Regions from separate parts of the Hordeum vulgare genome. Here region 2 is linked to region 1. A link is a contact called in public Hi-C data. All regions are on one chromosome and are shown on one strand. The core of a region is the stretch at or near the end of the contact, and the rest is flanking DNA. Distances in the headings are between cores, read along the strand shown.

The links. A called contact is a pair of places that touch in the nucleus more often than the background predicts.
Region 2: a Hi-C map of leaf shows a contact between it and region 1, with 6 times the contacts expected there. The contact joins the promoter of LOC123401533 here to the promoter of LOC123406364 in region 1. A contact is called at or near these places in 2 of 6 Hi-C or Micro-C datasets (leaf and seedling).

Annotation. Positions count from the first base shown.
Region 1 is chr6H:556,519,454-556,525,326 of MorexV3_pseudomolecules_assembly, forward strand. LOC123406364 (AT-hook motif nuclear-localized protein 9-like) reads left to right here and starts at 3,264. Exons shown (of 5, transcript XM_045099874.1): 1 at 3,264-4,655; 2 at 5,468-5,535; 3 at 5,817-5,873. The coding sequence starts at 3,779. LOC123403546 reads left to right here. Exons shown (of 3, transcript XM_045097474.1): 2 at 1-13; 3 at 1,130-1,493. The coding sequence ends at 1,249.
Region 2 is chr6H:556,959,696-556,965,649 of MorexV3_pseudomolecules_assembly, forward strand. LOC123401533 reads left to right here and starts at 2,848. Exons shown (of 1, transcript XM_045095361.1): 1 at 2,848-5,954. The coding sequence starts at 3,718. The coding sequence ends at 5,163. It overlaps LOC123405901, which reads right to left. Exons shown (of 6, transcript XM_045099419.1): 6 at 1,715-2,082.

The sequences.
Region 1 (5,873 bases), core at 2,014-4,513:
GTCCAAGATGAAGGTATGCGCCGCCCCTTCCTCCCCTGCTTTGACGCTGTCATATTCAGATTTGGATGCGCTGGTAGACTGCTTGTTAGTTGAATCAGCTTCTTGATTGGTGCCGTGCTGCTACTGGGCGGCGCCTCGGTATGTCCGATGAGCATATCATCTGGTCTTCTCATACATGGAGTTCTGATTAGGGATGTTTTCAGCTTGCAATGTGATGTTGCAACCTTGTCGGAGTTGTGTACCTAAAGTGGCCCTTTCTGCTGGAAAAATTCACCAATTTGGCACAATTTGTTAGAGTTCGTACTCTTTGGCTTTGTTTAAGAACTGTAGTATATGTCTGGAACACCGTTTGTTTGGCTCAGATTCCTGACGTGATCAGCCTGTGTTTAGAATAGGGTATGTTCAGTCAGAAGGACTAATTCACTTGGAAGCCGTTACCGATTAGTTCACTTGGAGACATTTGCATACTCTTGTCTTCCCAACTAATTCGGCCCGATTCATAGGGAAGAGAGATGATAACTGCGGCGACCTTTTTATTCCAAGCGAGAGGATGATTGTTGGGCTCTGTTAGAGTTCACACTCTTCGGCTTTGTTCAAGAATTACTACAGCTGCAACACCTTTTGTTTGGCTCAGAATCCTGAGGTGATCAGCCCGTGTTTAGAACAGGGTATATTCACAAGGATTAATTCGCTTGGAAACCGTTACCGATTGATTCACTTAGACATTTGCATATGCTTCTCTTCCCAACTACTGAGGGAGTAGAAGTGTGACCTGTCTGAGAGGTCTGAACTGATCAATGCAGATGCTTTTCTGGGAATGGTTTCCAGATTATCACATTTTCCTCAAAACAACGTATCTTTCTTTGAATCGCCTACCCCAAACCATCTCTAGCCCCCCCCCCCCCCTCCTATGAACAGAACCTTGGCCTGTTTGCAGCACCTGAGCTAGTTAGCCATGTCCCATACATGTATACACTGTGGCACTTCATTTTATTTTGACGCAGTGGTTCTTCAAACGGCAATCCTCGGTTATTCGGTGGTGTAGCGTTGCTTGAATTTCGATCTGAACAAATCTGAATTTGCTGAACTCCTGCTAACACTAGTTTTATTTACCTCTCCGTCTCTTCAGATTGATGGCAGCGATAAGAAGAAGGGCAGCAGCTTCAAGGTCGGCAAGAAGAAGGTGAAGACAAAGCTCTCGGCCCTGTCAAAAGCCAAGGCCGCGCAAGCCATGGAGGTCGACAACTGATTGATTCCCATGGCGGCCTAAACTGCCGGACCAACGCCGGTCCTTTTGAGAAAGGAAGTCCCATTCGACATTTGCTCTGGCCAGGTCCCATGTAGCCCAGCAACTTGACCCCTCCCTTTTGCGATGGCTTACATTCGTGTGGCGTTAGATAGAGGATGATATTTTCTATCGTCAGATGTTGCGGTTTCTGATTGTGTATGATCCACCCCTCGAAACATTTACAAGATAGTATGTGTTGTTGCCTGGTTGCATGACCAGCAGCTCCACATTTCTTTTTCTTTGCAACAAGATCTCTGAATGCCTTCACAATGGACCAAGCTTGACATGCTCACTGTATGTGCAGTACACATACAGTATTATACTGTACTGTACAATACACGGTCCTTGTGTTGTCTTGCAGCTGCATTTACTACAGTCTTGGTGTCCTTGGCAGTACCTGTGACTGAGGACTGAGGAGATATCCAAAGTGTACTGGCAGCACATGGCATCTCCAAGCTGTACAGCCTTTGGAGCCTACCGGCGGCCTCTGAGAAGTCTAGTACGGCCGGGTACGTGATCGCTCCTCGGGGGAACTCAAACTTTTGGACCCTTTCTTTTTCCAAGCAAAAGAGATAGATATTTTCTTTCATCAACTTTTGGATCCCTTCCAACTTGCAAGCATGTGAAAAGATATGAAATTCGCTCTTTGGGACAAGTGAGACTTTTATGAGCTTTTTGGATGCTTTTCAAGCCAAAAGATGTGCAATTCGCCCCCTTTGGAACTTTTGGATGCCTTTTTATTGATTTTTATTGTTAAGATAAATAAAGATGTTTTTTTTGTTTGTGCTGAAAAATAAATGAATATATATGTTTGCGGTGGTAATGGCATTTTGTGATGTGACTATGGGGCTCCGGAACCCAGCCAATAATTGCCATCCTGGCTTACGCGTCAGCATAGCCAACAGTCCCTTTCTCCGTACCTGGTCAAGCCAAGGATCCTCTGTGCCTCTCTCTCTCTCTCATGCCTCCCTCCACCACCCCAAAAAGAAGAACAATTTGTCATCCAAGGCTGTCAATCACACCATATAGGCGGCCACTTGAACAAATTAACAAATATTAGTGTCAATTCATATAAGAGTATCACATAAAAGGCTTGTAATTTTGAGCCGTGTTTAATTATAATTCAAACATATGCCTGGCCGATGGAACGCTTCTTGTAGCCCAAACAAAATTATGTTTGTTGGATATACATGGAAAGGTGCCGCCGACTTAGACTGATATGGAGAATATGACAATTATGCGGATTCAGTCGTCTAGATCACATGAATAGATGCTCTAGGCAACCTTATTTGTTTGGCGTGCGCATGAATGAAGTTGGATGAGGAACTTATAAGTTGACAATATAGCTAAGCTACTATATTTGTCTGTTTACACAGCTTACAGCGTACGTCTTAACTAATCAATACATCCTCAATTAGTTCGGGAGTAAGCATGAATGATCTTGTAAACGATACACCCCCTCCCCCTTATCGAGTTGACAAACAAACACATCGACTCGAGACTTGTTTGGTCTGTTGGATTGGAAAACACACGAACTTTTCGATGGCCTACTTCGTCTGATTGGAAATATATTAGCAAGCCGACTCACATAAGATTTTCATTAACACGTTGATGTAACAATATATGACGTACTCCCTCCGTTACGAAATATAAAACCTTTTAGAGATTTAACTATAGACTACATACGGAATAAAATGAATGAATCTATTTTTTAAAATACGACTACATACATCCGTATATAGTATATAATGAAATTTTTAAGATGTCTTATACTCCGTATTTAGAAACAGAGGGAGTACTACACATGGTCTTGGGGCTCTCACTCACCAAGCAACCACCCATGGCCACAGCTTTGGCCGCACAGATGATCATTGTGTCGCCTCCAGCACATACACATGCTCGCTCTTCTTCCTCCTCCCCCTCCATCTCGGTACCTCCCCCCTCCCCTCCCCTCCCCTCCCCCACCCCACTGGTGATCCACCCCATCCCCACCCCATCCCTAGGGTTTTAGCCCGCCCCCATTCCGCCCCGCCCCCACCCACCGCCATTCTGGTCGGGTTCGCTCCCCTCTCCCCCTCCCCCTCCCCCCTCCCACCGCCGTCGCCGGCGCAGATCCCGCCGCGCGCCACCCCTCCGGCACCGCCGCCCCCGACACCCTCCCACACCCTCGGCGAACCCCGCTCCGCTCCTCCGTCCATTCCTCCCGGAAAGATCGGGTCTTGACGCCAACCTCTCGCGCCCCGGCCGTCCTCCCCGTCTCCGGCAAGCGGTTCCCCCCGTTCATCCGGCAAGATCCCGGCCCGCTCCTCGATCTGATCTCGCCTCGGTCCGCGGGAGGGAGGATAGCTGCTCCGGCGCGAGGGTTCGGGGGTTGGTAGAGGAGATCTCTGTTGCCGCGATCCCCGCCTCCCTCCATTGCTTGAAGCTGCGCCGCCTGCTAAGTAAGGGTGGGTGGGCTAGCTCTGTCTGGGGCTGCCGCGCATTCCATGAATGGATGGGAGGGAGTCGACCGCGACGTCGGGGCCCAACTACTCGCCCTTCTATGTGCAGCACCGGGGCATGGGCCCGCCGGGGGGAGTCACCGGCAGCGGCCTCCACGGCCCGCCCGCCGCCGGGTACCGGCAGCAGCAGCAGCTTGATGCCGTCTCGGGCGGGTACACGTTCCACCAGCCGCCCTTTGGGGCCCCCGCCCACATTGGGCAGCAGGGGTACCACCAGAACCATGTCGAGGCCTCGCAGCAGCATATGGCGCAGCAGCAGGGCGCTGGTGCCGGTGCCGGTGCCGGCGGCTCGCAGCATATGACGCAGCACAGCGTCAGCAGCGGTGGCGGGTTGCAGCATATGGCGCAGCAGCACAGCGCCGGCGGTGGTGGCTCGCAGCATATGGCGCAGCAGCACAGCGCCGGTGGTGGTGGCTCGCAGCATATGGCACAGCAGCACAGCGCCGGCGGTGGTGGCTCGCAGCATATGGCGCAGCACGGCGGTGGCGGTGGCTCACAGCATATGATGCAGCACAATGCTGGTGGCGGTGCCGACGGTGGCATGGACATTGGCATGGGTGTTGTGGCCGTGAGCGGTGACGCTAAAGGGGATCAGGGAGGCGATGCTGGCCAGGATGAGCAAGTGAAGAAAAAGCGCGGGAGGCCAAGGAAGTATAAGCCCGACGGGTCGGTGACGCTGGGGCTCTCGCCATCTCCGTCGACGCCTCATTCGTCGAGCCCGGGAATGGGCACAATGGTTACCACACCTGGCTCAGGATTTGGGCAGGGGACTGGGTCAGGGGGCTCTGGTTCAGGCGCACTGACGGAGAAACGTGGCAGAGGGCGGCCACCCGGGTCCGGGAAGATGCAGCAGCTGGCTTCGCTTGGTGAGCACTTGCAGCCATGTAGAATTTATCATCATGTCGTGTGCTTTATGGTAATTAAATTTGTCAAGCGACATAGTATTTCCATTAATGCTTTATGGGCAATCATTTTACGGCACCGTTATAAACATGCTTCGTAGATTTCTGGCTTGTTTCTGGTAGTCAGTTGAATCTACACAATTATGTGATGCCATATTGCTACAAGGTGCTAGCATTTTTCATGATAAATTTGCTTCATAGATATGGAAACTATCTGACTTATATGTAGTTGTATGTAGATAAAATCCGGAAACCATGCTTGTCTTGTGCGTCTACTTTCAAGTTTTTCCTATATTACTCCCATTCCGCACTAGCTGCCCATGATTAGTTGGTTGTTACTCACTTCTTTATTATCAGTTGGGAGATATGACTGTTATCATGCCAATTTTAGTTCCCCGCATTCTTTTATGTGTTCTGCTGCTACATACATGTCTTCAGGACCTACTTATGAATCTTCTCTAAATGTATCTTTTCCCCATCAATGTTTTTTTAAAGTTTAAGATGGTCAAACTGAAAAAATAATATACTCCTAACTAAGGTCATGCTCCGTATCTCTTGAATTAACGAGTTGTGCAAGTTGTATGTTGACTTGATTCTGTTAAGCAAGCACGCGCAAGTTGTATGTTGACTTGATTCTGTTAAGCAAGCACTTTTCATCTGTTTTTTCCTCCAAATAAAGAAGAAGAAAAGTAGACCTTTTGCGTCAGTACCTTTTTCTTCTCTTTCTAATTTGATGCATTTGCTATTGGTGTTATCTGATGAGTTTTTTTCTTCAGGAAAATGGTTTCTTGGCTCTGTTGGAACAGGTTTTACTCCTCACGTGATTATTATTTCAGCTGGAGAGGTACGTTGAGAATTGATCAATAAATGATTACTGGTTCTACTTCTTTCGACTAGTGTTGCTGACACACTATCTTTAATTTTGGCATTATTATTCCATAAATTGCTGGACTCTTGTATCCATGAGTGATGGAATATTGAATATTCTATCTAATGCACCAAGTTGCCTTCAAATTGTTTCTTGATTTGCCATGCTATAACATAACAGATGGCATAACAGAAAAGGCAAAAGCTTCATTAACCAATAGACTAGTGCAGGCTCTTATGTGTTGTTTATCTGTGCAGGATGTTGCTGCCAGAATAATGTCCTTCTCACAACAAGGCCCAAGAGCTATTTGCATC
Region 2 (5,954 bases), core at 1,598-4,097, 440 kb after region 1:
CCCTAGCTCTCGTCTGAAATCTCGTATTTGTAAAACCTCAGCTCTGATACCACTTGTTAGATAAAACGAGATCAACGAGGCACGAGAGACACGGATTTTTACGTGGAAACCCTTGCGGGAGAAAACCACGGACGCACGAAGGCGCAATCACTATGAGGAGGAGTATTACAAGCACGAGACGACAGGCCGTCTTTAGGTGCGACTACATGGAGTATATATGAGGGGCAAATACATAAGTGTCCTTGGAGGACAAGTAAACGAGTTGTACTCGTACGCGTCGGTACCGACGCAAAGGCCCACACCGATTGTACTACGTCTAGTCCAATACGGTAGAATTTGGATCACAATTTAACAAAGTCCAGCATGATCGAGCTTCTCTTCCCCTCCCAGCATCACTTGCATCATGCATCCATTCATTATCCTACCAAGTCCAGCATGATCGAGCTTCTCTTCCCCTCCCAGCATCACTTGCATCATGCATCCATTCATTATCCTACCAAGTCCAGCATGATCGAGCTTCTCTTCCCCTCCCAGCATCACTTGCATCATGCATCCATTCATTATCCTACCAAGTCCAGCATGATCGAGCTTCTCTTCCCCTCCCAGCATCACTTGCATCATGCATCCATTCATTATCCTACCAAGTCCAGCATGATCGAGCTTCTCTTCCCCTCCCAGCATCACTTGCATCATGCATCCATTCATTATCCTACCAAGTCCAGCATGATCGAGCTTCTCTTCCCCTCCCAGCATCACTTGCATCATGCATCCATTCATTATCCTACCAAGTCCAACATGATCGAGCTTCTCTTCCCCTCCCAGCATCACTTGCATCATGCATCCATTCATTATCCTACCAAGTCCAGCATGATCGAGCTTCTCTTCCCCTCCCAGCATCACTTGCATCATGCATCCATTCATTATCCTACCAAGTCCAGCATGATCGAGCTTCTCTTCCCCTCCCAGCATCACTTGCATCATGCATCCATTCATTATCCTACCAAGTCCAGCATGATCGAGCTTCTCTTCCCCTCCCAGCATCACTTGCATCATGCATCCATTCATTATCCTACCAAGTCCAACATGATCAAGCTTCTCTTCCCCTCCCAGCATCACTTGCATCATGCATCCATTCATTATCCTACCAAGTCCAGCATGATCGAGCTTCTCTTCCCCTCCCAGCATCACTTGCATCATGCATCCATTCATTATCCTACCAAGTCCAGCATGATCGAGCTTCTCTTCCCCTCCCAGCATCACTTGCATCATGCATCCATTCATTATCCTACCAAGTCCAGCATGATCGAGCTTCTCTTCCCCTCCCAGCATCACTTGCATCATGCATCCATTCATTATCCTACCAAGTCCAGCATGATCGAGCTTCTCTTCCTCTCCCAGCATCACTTGCATCATGCATCCATTCATTATCCTACCAAGTCCAGCATGATCGAGCTTCTCTTCCTCTCCCAGCATCACTTGCATCATGCATCCACACATTCGGAGCATATCCATCACCTTGGCCCAACACCACACGTGCTACCTTGTACTGCCCATCACTCAAGTTTTTTGCATCATAACACCTTAAGCTTGGAGCATATCTGATTTTATTTTATTTTTGTATGATAATACGGACATGATGTTTTTGCACCCGAGCTCATATGAGCTCCGGTCCAAAATAAGTGTCATAGTTTTAGTAGTATTAACAGTGTCATAGTTTTAGTAGTATTAACAAATTTTATTACATCGCCACAGCTCACAACTGTCAAATTGCTTTTCTCTCCACAACAAGTAAAACTAATGCACGCCCTGAAATTCTAAAATTAAATTAAATGCCCTTGCCGTCCCCTCCATGAAGATAAAAGTATCCTTTCTTTTCCTTTCCAGAGAATATACTAAAAAACTTGACAACAAGCATGACAGTCTCAAGTCTCAATACTAGTCCTAGTAAGTACATTTATTATTTGAACTAGCAGCAGTACCAAAGTCCTGTCTGCCTGATGCTACCCAGGGGATTGAAGCTTCATCTTTCCGGTTGACTGCGTAGACACGGGCCCCCTTCCTCCAGGATCTGTCCTCCAAGATCTGGATTAGAAACCAAAGCAAAGGAGGACAATAAGCTAAAATACAACGAAAATAATCATATTGCTTGATGGTTTTATTTTGATTTTCAATTCCACGGGTTTTTCATAGGATAGATAGAGTCCAACACATGGAGCTAGCACAAGACTTCATTCAGAGTTCAAGGATATATAGACTTCCTTTCATAACTCAAATAAGTAGTGTAGCAAACATGAGGCAATTCACTAAGGGAAACTCCCCAGGAAATTACTGGCGACTACGTATGTTGCACAGCCAACCACCACCCTCTTAGATCCCACACCGCCGCCCCTACCATACCCGTTCAACAACTTCCTAGTGCCCCCCCCCCCCCCCCCCCCTTTTTTTGTAAGAATAAACTGAGTAAGTTTCTTACTGGGTGAGAGGAAACAAAGGGAAGGGTTGCATTGTTTCTGTGTTTTTCTCAGACACATGGTTGCACTGTTTTGATCCAGAGGGATGTGCTCAGTTAATAACAAACTGACAGACATGCTAAATCTGGTGATATAACAGATTGAGGGACCATGGAAATATTTAGTAACTATTCCTTCCGTAGATATATGTAGTAAGCTATAGACGATTCAAAACTGGAAAGCCTCATTTTCCATTACTTTCATGGTGGAATATTTCGCATGATACTATTTCTTACATATAATATTTAGTTTTTTCCCTTAATGAACCAATAGTTAATTGTATGGACATTTACTTCAGGATGTTCAGCAGCAGCAACAACAGACTGGATTACCATTTGTTCTTCAGTACCAGAGACGCATTAAAGCCTCTTCCATGGAACGGGCTGGTTGTCATAGTGTTATTTTTTGATGCCTTCATGTGCCTGTTGATCTGGACTCCACACCGGCGAGAAATAAATATTTCTCTTATACCTGTCGCCATACTGGCCATACGGGTGACTTGCCAGTTTCTATGCCCAAGACTGCATGCACGCAATCCGCTACGCCGTGCCGTATCGCTATGGAGTCCTATGGTTGCAATTCTATTTCTGGGTCCCTCTGTGCCATATGACTTTGAGAGCTGTGAAGCCTATTATAATGATAGCCCATCCACCTTCACAAACTCAGTTCCGAAATTGATACTATACCTGGTGTTGTGTGTGGCTGTGCTCCTACTGACAATCAGCAAGCTGAGGTTCCCAGGCATTATGAAGCTGGCAGATTCGACAATCGGTAGAAAATTGGCATTTTGGCACAAAACTATCATAAACTTGTGTATGTTTGCAGCGGCAATTATGTTAGTGTTCACTCCTGGCTGCCTCAGGGATACGATGATGATATTGCAAGCATATTCTATAGTGGTAGTGTTGTTTGGTAACCTCCAGATTCCGGCAGCCGTAGTGCATGTCGGGGTTGCAGTAGATGGACTTTGTGGCCTAAGGTATATTGCCCTTGTTCAGACAAGCAACGATGACATGAAAATCTTGCAACATCTCTTGGCATCTTCTATGTGATTGTGCTTGGACAAGGAACACTCTACATTGTGGCATGCATTATCCAGGTCTTTTCCTTCATCCTTCAAAGATTTCTCATCCGTGGTGCTGGACTCAGAGGTGAGCGGGGGGTGGAATATGTCGACTTGTACTATTCGTATGCCTTCGAGAAACACATGGAAGGGCATATACTTTCTGCAAAAGATATCAGCATCATCAAATTTGCAATGGAATCTTTGAAATCGGATAGACCCAAGATGCACCTCCAAGGGCTTCAGATGCTCGACAGTTTTCTGAAAAAGGAGCCCTTCAGGACTATGACCATCTCGAAATTCACCAGCTCCACCGACACAGTTGCCACATTGCTCAACATGTTAGAGTTGACAAGTGAAGCAGGATACAGAGATATCAGATTATTTGCTGCAAAGGTCCTCGCCGAGCTTGCTGTGAGCCTCCGAGTTGCCCCTATCCCTGGGGCAATGCAGGGTATAGCCTCACTTCTACACACTGTTCACCGTATGAAAGTAAAAGATTCCATTCTGTACATTGATAGCCAAGAGCCAAAACAAGAAACCCCAATCCAGCCAGCTGACACTGACAGGGAAGAACATCACAACTGTCCTCCACTCAAATTCTGGAAACAGATGGCAATATACTGCTTGATTCCTGTGGAGGAGCCATCTAAATTAATAGATGGACAAAACTCCAGCTGTATACTGAAATTTTGGAAGTACATTACAAGATGGTGTTCTGTTCCAGAGGAGGAGCAACAGGTGGACCATGATTTCCTCCCTGTACTGGGCATGATAATTCTTGAAAGGCTTAGCTCCTTTGATATTGAAAATTGCACGAAAATCAGCAAAGCAGGCCTTGTCTCGACGATCATAGAATTTACAAGCAGCAGAATCGTCCTTGAAAACATAAATGAGGCGCATCACAGGCTGCTGAAAGGTTCAGCGTTGAAGGTGCTGAGAAGACTAGCAAGCATTGAAGGGAGGTTTGGTGTAAAACTGCGCCACGAAATTTCAGAGCATCCTTTCCTTCTGCGCAATCTTGCAGGGATCTTGGATGACAATGGGAGCTGCAGCCAACAACTTAAGGAGTTGGCAGCAGAGATCCTTAGAGACCTTGCCATGGATGGAAACACAAGGCAGGAGATTGGGCACTTCCAAGCTATCATTAGCAGGCTGGTGCATGCATTTCTTAGACGAGATGTTGTGCCCTCGGTCACTGATTCAGACAAGTCCCTGCAAATTATAGCCGGTCAAGCACTAACAGTGTTATCAGTGGAGAGCCCCAGTAACTGTTTGGCTATCTCGGCGGAAGCAGGGTATGCGTTCATCAAGGAACTCACCACTATGATCCATGCTGACAGGTACAAGTACACAGCAGCAAGCCTGTTGCAGAACATGTGTGTGCATGCTCAATCCATGCTCAGCAAAGCAGACCTCAAGGAGCTCTCACACATCTTGCCAGAGGTACCTAACTTACAATTTACATACGTCTCTGCAACCAATCCTCAGATTCCTACAAATATATCGCTACGAAAAACTAGCATACATCCATGCAAGTGTTTGCACCAACATACATGTTCATGTGCGTTTTCTTGCATTGCATTCTAATTTTATTTAACGTGATTGAGTAATCTGAGCACTGTGACTTTTAATACGTAAAACAATTGTTGTGTGTAATGCAACTAAATATGGATCACCACATGACTAAGTAGGTGCAATTATAACTAAATTACTTTTTCACTACAGGTGCTGGAAGGCATTATGGATGAAGAGGGCACAAAACTGGAGGTCCTTGCTGGCCTTGGTTCACAAATATGCAAAGTCATACCTGAAGACTTTGCTCAAGAACTGGAGTGTGGCCAAACCAAGGAGATGTTTATAAAGGGGCTCATCAGTTCACTGAATGCAAATATGAAGCCCACTGCTTGTTGCCCCGGAGTCATGAGGGCAATAGTGGAATTAGCTGTATGCATGATGGAGTGCAATCCCAGCTACACAATCTGTTTCAACAAATACCAGATGCTGGAAGCACTGCTACTGGTAGAGCAGAGCCTCTCAAGGGCTGAAAACTACAGGTATTTCTCGGATGATGTAGGACTCATGGAGCACACTGTACCTCTCTCCGCTCTAGTGGACAGAGCAAAAGAAATGATAGGTGCCAACAACCTATACTGGGGCCCGTAAAACTCATTTCAGAAGTAGTAAGTTGTGTGAGAGCTTACTATGAGTTGTGCCTACCAATCCAAGAAGATCCTGTGAATCAGACATATGGAAAATGCAGCTGGCTGGATGTGGCAGCAGGGTCAAAATAAAAGTAGTATTGGCATTGGACTCGCAAAATCACGCAACTGCTTTCAGCATGAGAAAAACGGTAGCAGTTGGGTGTTTGTGTCACTTAA